Linked DNA regions of Canis lupus: region 2 is linked to region 1. Evidence: chromatin contacts called from public Hi-C data. All regions are on one chromosome and are shown on one strand. The core of a region is the stretch at or near the end of the contact, and the rest is flanking DNA. Distances in the headings are between cores, read along the strand shown. Region 1 has its middle 16 kb from the start of OTULIN. Region 2 overlaps LOC100687594.

Region 1 (3,784 bases), core at 948-3,447:
GAAGAGCGAGTGAGTGACATACAAGACAAGTTGATGGCAAGGAAGGAAGCTGAGGAAAAAAGAGAAAAACAATTAAAAGACCAAGAGGAGGGCAGCCCGGGGGGCTCAGGGGTTTAGTGCCACCTTCAGCCAAGAGTGTGATCCTGGAGACCAGGGATCAAGTTCCACCTCGGGGTCCCTTCATGGAGCCTGCTTCTCCCTCTGCCTGTGTCTCTGCCTCTCTCTCTTTCTCTCTCTCTGTGTGTATTCTCATGAATAAATAAATAAATCTTTTTAAAAAAATCAAATGAGGGAGATGGAAATTAAAAAAAAAAAAGACCAAGAGGAAAGGTTAAGGGAAATAAATGACAGCCTCAGAAGGAAGAATCTGCATTTAATTGGGGTTCCAGAAAACGCTGAGAAGGACAAAGGGCCAGAAAGTGTATTTGAACTAATCATAGCTGAGAACTTCCCTAACTTGAGGAGGGAAGCAGGCATTCAGATCCAGGAGATAGAGAGGTCCCCCCTAAAATCAATAAAAACCATTCAACACCCCAACATTTAATAGTGAAACTTGCAAATTCCAAAGATAAAGAGAAGATCCTTAAAACAGCAAGAGACAAGAGATCCCTAATTTATATGGGGAGAAGTATTAGATTAACAGCAGACCTCTCCACAGAGACCTAGCAGGCCAGAAAGGGCTGGCAGGATATATTCAGGGTCCTAAATGAGAAGAACATGCAGCCAAGAATACTCTATCAAGCAAGGCTCTCATCAGAATAGGAGAGATAAAGGCAGAAACGGAAGAATATGTGACCACTAAACCAGCTCTGCAAGAAATATTAAGGGGGATTTTTTTTCTTGAGCATGCAGTCTTCACACTTTTAAAAGACACCGTAGTAGGAACCTGAGTGGCTCAGTGGCTGAGCATCTGCCTTTGGCTTAGGTTATGATCCCAGGGTCCTAGAATCGAGGTCTGCATCCAGCTCCCTGCATGGAGCCTGCTTCTTCTTCTGCCTATGTCTCTGTTTCTCTCTCTCTCTGTATCTTTATGAATAAATAAATAAAATCTTAAAAATAAGTAAAAGGCACCACACAGGGATCCTTGGGTGGCGCAGCGGTTTGGCGCCTGCCTTTGGCCCAGGGCGCGATCCTGGAGACCCGGATTGAATCCCACGTTGGGCTCCCTGCATGGAGCCTGCTTCTCCCTCTGCCTGTGTCTCTGCCTCTCTCTCTCTGTGTGACTATCATGAATAAATAAATAAAATCTTAAAAAAAAAAAGGCACCACACAAAGAATAATTGAACACCAAAAAAAGGCTAAAATGTCAGAATAAAAGAAAATTGCTTAAATTTAATTACTTCAATTTACTGAGAAAATCCTTTTTATCCTTGTTTCTCATTCTCTCTTTTTTCTTCATGAATTAGTGAAATTTCATCACTTCTTGGAGTTGCAGGCCTGGATGTGGAAGTTCCTGATGTCGACATTAAAGATGGGGAAGACATGAAGGGAAGGAAAGACCCTACTTTGTCATTGGCTGAGAGAAAGAACTGGCAGAGAGAAGAGGTTGGAGGCATTGTGAAAGAGACCCTCAGTGGAAATCCTGGAGGAGTTGCAAGGACAAGGGAGGGAATGGTGTGAGACAGACATATCTGCCTCAGAAATTGGCTGGAAAGGAGGATGAGAAGGTGAAGTTGATGGTTAATTTAGTCGAGGGAAGGAGAGAAGCTGAGTGTGTCTGTTTTTGTTTGTTTGTTTGTTTGTTTTTTTAATTTGAGAGAGATTGGGGAGGGGACAGGGGAAGAAAGAATCCAACCAGACTCTCCACTGAGCATGGAGCCCAACACAGGTCTCGATCTCACGACCCTTGAGATCAGACCTGAGCAGAAATCAAGAGTCAGATGCTCAATTGACCGTGCCACCCAGGCACCTGGAGAGTCTTTCTTTCTTTTTTTTTTTAAAAGATTTTATTTATTTATTCATGAAAGACACAGAGAGAGAGGCAGAGACAGGCAGAGGGAGAAGCAGGCTGCCTGCAAGGAGCCTGAGGTGGGACTTGATCCTCGGTCTCCAGGATCACACCCTGGGCTGAAGGTGGCGCTAAACCACTGAGCCACCTGGGCTGCCCATAATGGAGTCTTTCTTGAATGACACTGGTTTTCTCTGTGAGTCACAGGCCAGCTCATTGCTAAACATGGGGAGGGTGTGGGGAGGAAAGGGATGCTTAGGGGCCACTGCAGGATTTGGGGAAGGAAGTGGACTGAGAACAAACAAGTGGCAGAACAGAACTGAGGCCCAGCTGAGTTTAGATGTTAACTAGTAATAGCGTGAAACCCATAGTACTTTTCTAACAGGGCTTCTTAGACCTGACATTTAGCAGACTAGGGATTGGGTGAGTGTAGGGAACTGACGTGTTTTGAAAGGCCATGTGGTATGATGGTTGAGGGCATGGGCTTTGAGGCTAGCTGACCTGGGTTAGAATCTTGACTCTGTTGTTTACTTTCCTGTTCTGTGAAACGGGCCGATAATACTCTTGTGGTGATGTTTTAATGTGGGTAATAATGGTTTTGCAGAGCTGAGTTAAGGACTTAAAGGACTTAATCTACTCTATGGATTTTCCTTCCAGGTCCCCAGCCCCAGATAGCTTTCATGGTTTTCTGCTTGGGTGAGTGTTGGGCTCTTGAAAAGCAACAAACCCAGCTCCTCTCCTGTCCTCACCCATTTTCTCTGAGGGCTGGTCCTGCTCAGGCTCCTCTTCATGGATGGTGGGTGAATAAGGTGCAGGTACACCCAGCTCTTTCCTATTGTCTTTTCAAGCTATGTTTTGGCATAATCTCTAAGTCCCACTTTCTTGGGGCTTTTGATTTTGCATCTCAGTTACCTATTTTAGAAGTAAACTACACTGCGCAGCCATTTGCACTCTAATAATCCTGGTCCACCCGTTCATCCACATGCCCTCTGGGTAGGTACCTCTGGATGCAGGGAAAGAGCACAGATATAAAAAGTGCTAAAGATAAAAGCATGAAAATATATTTCAAAAAAAATCTTGTTTCACCTGTTACCTCTCTTAATTCTATGAATAGATGTTCTCATCCCTTTAATATACCCAAGTCTGGTGCTCAGAGGGATTAATAATGTGCTCAGAGCTACACAGCTCTTTGTCAGTAGTAATTTAATTCTTTGTCTGTGCTCACTCCCCCAGGTGCTCTGCATTGCCTGGAAGAACCACAATGGTCCAGGTGGGGGACCCGGAGAAGTGGTGGGGGGCAGTTGTAGGAGTTGATGAGTGAGTAGCTTCTCACTGCAAACACAGAGGCAAGAAGAGAAAGGGGTTCTGTGGATAGAGAAAGGGAAACTGATAAACAGGAGAGGAGGAGGGGAATGAAGGAGCTGGAAGTCCCATTGACATTAATGAGCAGGGGGTGACTTCTGCCAGAGAGTGGAGTGTGAGGTTGACAAGTCTAATGGGCTTTACTTCCAGATGATGACAAGGTCTAGGGTGTAGCCATTGGACAAAGTTGCTGAAGAGAAGTTGGCCACCATCGGTGGGGCGGCCACTCTGAGCTGCGAGTTTTAGTCATTTTTCCAAGGGAATGTTGAAATGAAGGTATCTGACATTGAAGTCCTTCATAAATGTTTGAGAGTGATCTTGGAGTTGATGAAGAATCTGCAAGGGGTCAGAGGAGGAAAGACCCAGAGCTGATGCAAGGCAGGAGCCTCCCCAGAAAGAACTTTGGTTTTTAATTGTAGAGCGTGGCCATTCTCATACGGTCCTCCTAGCAGTCCCATGGGAGGCACACAGGGC
Region 2 (3,784 bases), core at 649-3,148, 91 kb before region 1:
CAACTTGATTTCAGCTCAGGTCATGATCACAGGGTCATGGGATTGAGCCCCACATCAGGCTCTGTGCTCAGGGGGGAATCTGCTTAAGATTCTCTCCCTCTCCCTCTGCCCCTCCTCCTGCTTGCACATGGTCTCTCTCAAATAAATAAATCTGTTTTAAAAATGTCTCCTTGTAAGATGTTTTTCTCTTACTTTCAAGATTTTTTCTTTGCTTTAGTTTTCAGAAGTTTGACTAAGAATGTCTTCGCATTGCATTTATTTGTGTTTATTCTGTCTGAGACTCACTCAGTTTCTTAAATCTGTATGTTTAGGTCCCTTGCCAAATTTGTTTCCAGTCATTTTATCAGGTAGTTTTAGAGGCCTTCTTTTTCCTTCTTCAAAGACATTAGTGACATTTTTGTTCTGGTTCCCTAAGTTTTTGAGGGAACTCATCCTATCACACGCAGGATATTGACACTGATACAGTCAGGGTGCGGGGTGTCCCATCGCCGCCGTTTCCTCATCACAGAATCCCCAGCAGACCCTGACCCTGGCCCTAAGCTACTTTCTTTATGCAGAGATTGGGCCACTCCTGTTCTGTATGCACAGACACACAGTCTTTCCTCTGTCCACTCCAGCTGCTGGAACACATACACTGAGTTTGTTTCAGTTGCAGATTTCTGAGTTCTAAAATTTTATTTGGTTTTTCTTTATATCTTCTATTTGTTTGCTGAGGTGTTTGATCTCATAGAAATGATTTCAAGGATGTTTACAATTATTCTTCAAAGGGTTTTTATCATTGCTGCTTTAAATTTTGTCAGATAATTCTAACATCCCTGTCGTCCATCTTATTGCTGATTTCTATTGCTTATTCTTTTCTCATGCCAGCTGAGATTTTCCTGGTTGGTATGATGAATGACTTTCATCTGAAATGGGGGCGTTTTAGGCATGAGGTTATAACACTCTGGATCTCACTGAAGCCTTCTGATCTAGCTAGCTTCCGCTGCCATCATCCCAGCAGAGGAAGAAGGCTGGGTGCTGGGCTGCCTCATTAATGGAGGTAAGGAGTCTGAATTCCACTGGCTTCCCCAGATGCTACAAGGATGATAAAAGTCCTGACTCTGCATGAGGCCTCCTCAGACACCCCCAGCGGGGAAGGGCAGGGACCTTGTTATCGCTCGGTAGGGGTGGAGTGGAAGTGTGGGCTCCCCACATAATCCTTGCTGCTAGCCGAAGGAGTAGGGCTTCTTGTTAGCACCCAGCAGTGACAAAAGTCTAGGCTCCCCCGCCCCGTCAGTCTTCGTTGGGGTAGGGCCGGGGTGGAGGCCCCGGTGTTTTCTACCTTATCTGGCTAGAGGAGAGAAGCTACTGTCCACAAAAGTTTTCCATCTTCAGAGCTGACTTTTTGTCTATGGAGAGCAGGGTCTTGTCCAGACTTCCACTGTTTGCATCTGTTGACATTTCCAGGTTGCTGGCTGCTTCAGCGCTAAGACTGGGATGTATGAGGCAAAAAGAAATCCCAGAGAACCCACCACCTGTGCTTCCTCAGCCCGAGGCCCCAGCAGGGCTGTTTCATCCGCCTCTTGCGGCCTTCTCAGGTTCTTGCGCACGGCCTCTGGGGGGCTCTGTTGGACTTGGTTGGGAGACCAGAGCAAAGGTCTCTACACCATTGCCTCCCAGCAGCGGAAGTGGAGTGTCCATGCTTCTCTCCTTATTTGTCAGTGTTGGGATTATGTGACACTGGTCTCCTGAGCAGATACAACTGCTTTATCTTATTTTCAGAGGTGACTGATGTTACCAGCTTTCCAAGGAAGAACTGCACAACCACCGACTGTCGGCACGTTTCACAGCCTAGTCCGACTTGTTTCTGGTTCAGGTCTTACTTAACTACCAACAAGAGCCTCCTGCTCCTGGTCCAGAATATCCAGGGGAGGAGATGTGACAAGAGGTGCAGGGGACTGGTGGGCTTTGGGGAGAGAGCACTGAGGTGGGCAGAGCTCTGCAGGGGCCCAGGGGCAGAGCTCTGCAGGGGCATCAGGCCTGCAGGGGTGCGGCTGCTCCAGCCTCAGGCATCTGGGGGAGAGAAGGGACAAGAACTGACCCAAAGGTGGAGTGCAGCCAACTGCTCCATGTTGTGAGGAAACAGCAGAGAGCTATGTCCTGGGCCTTGGAAGGGGAGCAGGGTTTCCAGGCAGCGGCCTCGGATCACTCCCACAAGGGCAGGCAGGCCAAGAGGAGGGTGCGATTCTGATGGAATTTGAAATGACCAAACATCTGCCTCCTCCAGTGTCTCTCCTTCCATTGGCCATTTCTTATTTACAATTCTATTCTTTAACCCATCCTGCCCCTGCCTGGGCCCTCTGCACCCCCACACTGACACCCCATCTTGTTGTGACTGCTTCTGTATCCTCTAATGTCGAGTTAGGTATCCTTTGGGGACAAGCCTTCCTGACACCGAGGAATGGCCTCTTCTCAATCTCTTAGGCCCTGTTCTTTCCCACATTGCACTTCCCTGCCTGAACTGATAAGCTTTGTTTCTTTGTTTCACTCCAGATGGTCAGCTCTGTGAGGGCAAGGAGCTGACCTGTCTCCATCACTGTTTCCGAATGCTCGGTCTATTTGCAGTAAGTAATCCCCTCTCATAATGCCAAGGCGTGTCCTACAAACCCTTCTGGGACAACCTCTGCTTCCTGTGGGGCTTGTACCTGACAGACTGGAAGGGTGAAAAACCAAGGAACAGCCTTTAGAAGTCCAGGGTTCAAGATTTATGAGTTCTCTGAAGGTTTTTTTTCTTTAATCCATGTCCTTAAAGCCCATGCAAAGGATTCTGCATTTTTATTGTGAAGTGTGGACACCGTGTGTTTGCCAGCCCTGGTCAGTTGCAGTGTTGTACACTCCAAACTGCTCAATGAGTCGATGCAGGAAGCCTGTACAGATGGTCAGTGTTCATTTCTTTCTTTCTTTTTTTAAAAAATATTTCATGAGAGATACAGAGAAAGAGAAGCAGAGACATAAGTAGGCTCCATGCAGGAAGCCTGACGCGGGACTTGATCCTGGGACTCCAGGATCATGCCCTGGGCTGAAGGCAGGTGCTAAACCACTGAGCCACCCAAGGATCCTCTGTTCATTTCTTTCTAACAATCCGGTAGGCTCTACAGGCCCCAACCAAGTTTTATCCAGATCAGGGTCATCCAAAAGAGCTTTCTGCCATGATGGAAAATGTTCTGTATCTGTACTGTCCAGGATAGTAGCCACTAACCATGCATGGCTACTGAGCACTTGAAATGTGGCTAATGCAACTAAGGAGGTGAATTTTACTTTTGTTTAATATTAGTTATTTTAGATGTCAATAGTTCCTATATTGGACAGCATAGCTGGAGACACCTTGCAATGGGAAACTGTCCCAGGTAAACTCAGAAGGATCCTACAGAGCTACAGGGTGGCTTCATGAAGTGTCAGAACAGTGGTGACTGAGAAGCTTAAGGGAGAGGGGGGTCCATGGTGTGGGGAGAAAGGCCCCAAACTCTCTTCGCCTGGGCATGGCCCTGGCTGTGATCCATGGACATGAGAATCTCCATAAGCAAACAAGAGTTTGGTTGCATGGAGGTAGCCTGCAAGAGGAAGAGGTTCTGACCTAGATGGGATGGAAGGACAGAGATTGATAATCCTGTTGGAGAAACAGAATTGCTCAGAAATCAGCAGACCCTCAGGCCAGCCACCCAGAAAGATGGCACCAGGTCTTGAGGACAGAGGACGGGGAAGGGGAGACTTTCTGGAGGCCAGGATTGCCTCAGAGGGGCAGGCA

Evidence for each region. Hi-C and Micro-C count contacts between places; a contact is called where the count stands out from the background.
Region 2: a Hi-C map of skin fibroblasts shows a contact between it and region 1, with 2.2 times the contacts expected there. The contact joins two enhancer-like sites. A contact is called at or near these places in 4 of 9 Hi-C or Micro-C datasets (amygdala, blood, liver and 1 more).

Annotation. Positions count from the first base shown.
Region 1 is chr34:338,839-342,622 of UU_Cfam_GSD_1.0, reverse strand. No RefSeq gene overlaps it. Among named protein-coding and RNA genes, the nearest start is that of OTULIN, 16 kb to the right of the region's middle. Within about 2 kb of position 2,197, at least 2 of the 20 cell types and tissues checked have an H3K27ac peak or open chromatin away from gene starts, as enhancers often do.
Region 2 is chr34:429,200-432,983 of UU_Cfam_GSD_1.0, reverse strand. All of the region lies in intron 8 of LOC100687594, which reads right to left. Among named protein-coding and RNA genes, the nearest start is that of OTULINL, 37 kb to the right of the region's middle. Within about 2 kb of position 1,898, at least 2 of the 20 cell types and tissues checked have an H3K27ac peak or open chromatin away from gene starts, as enhancers often do.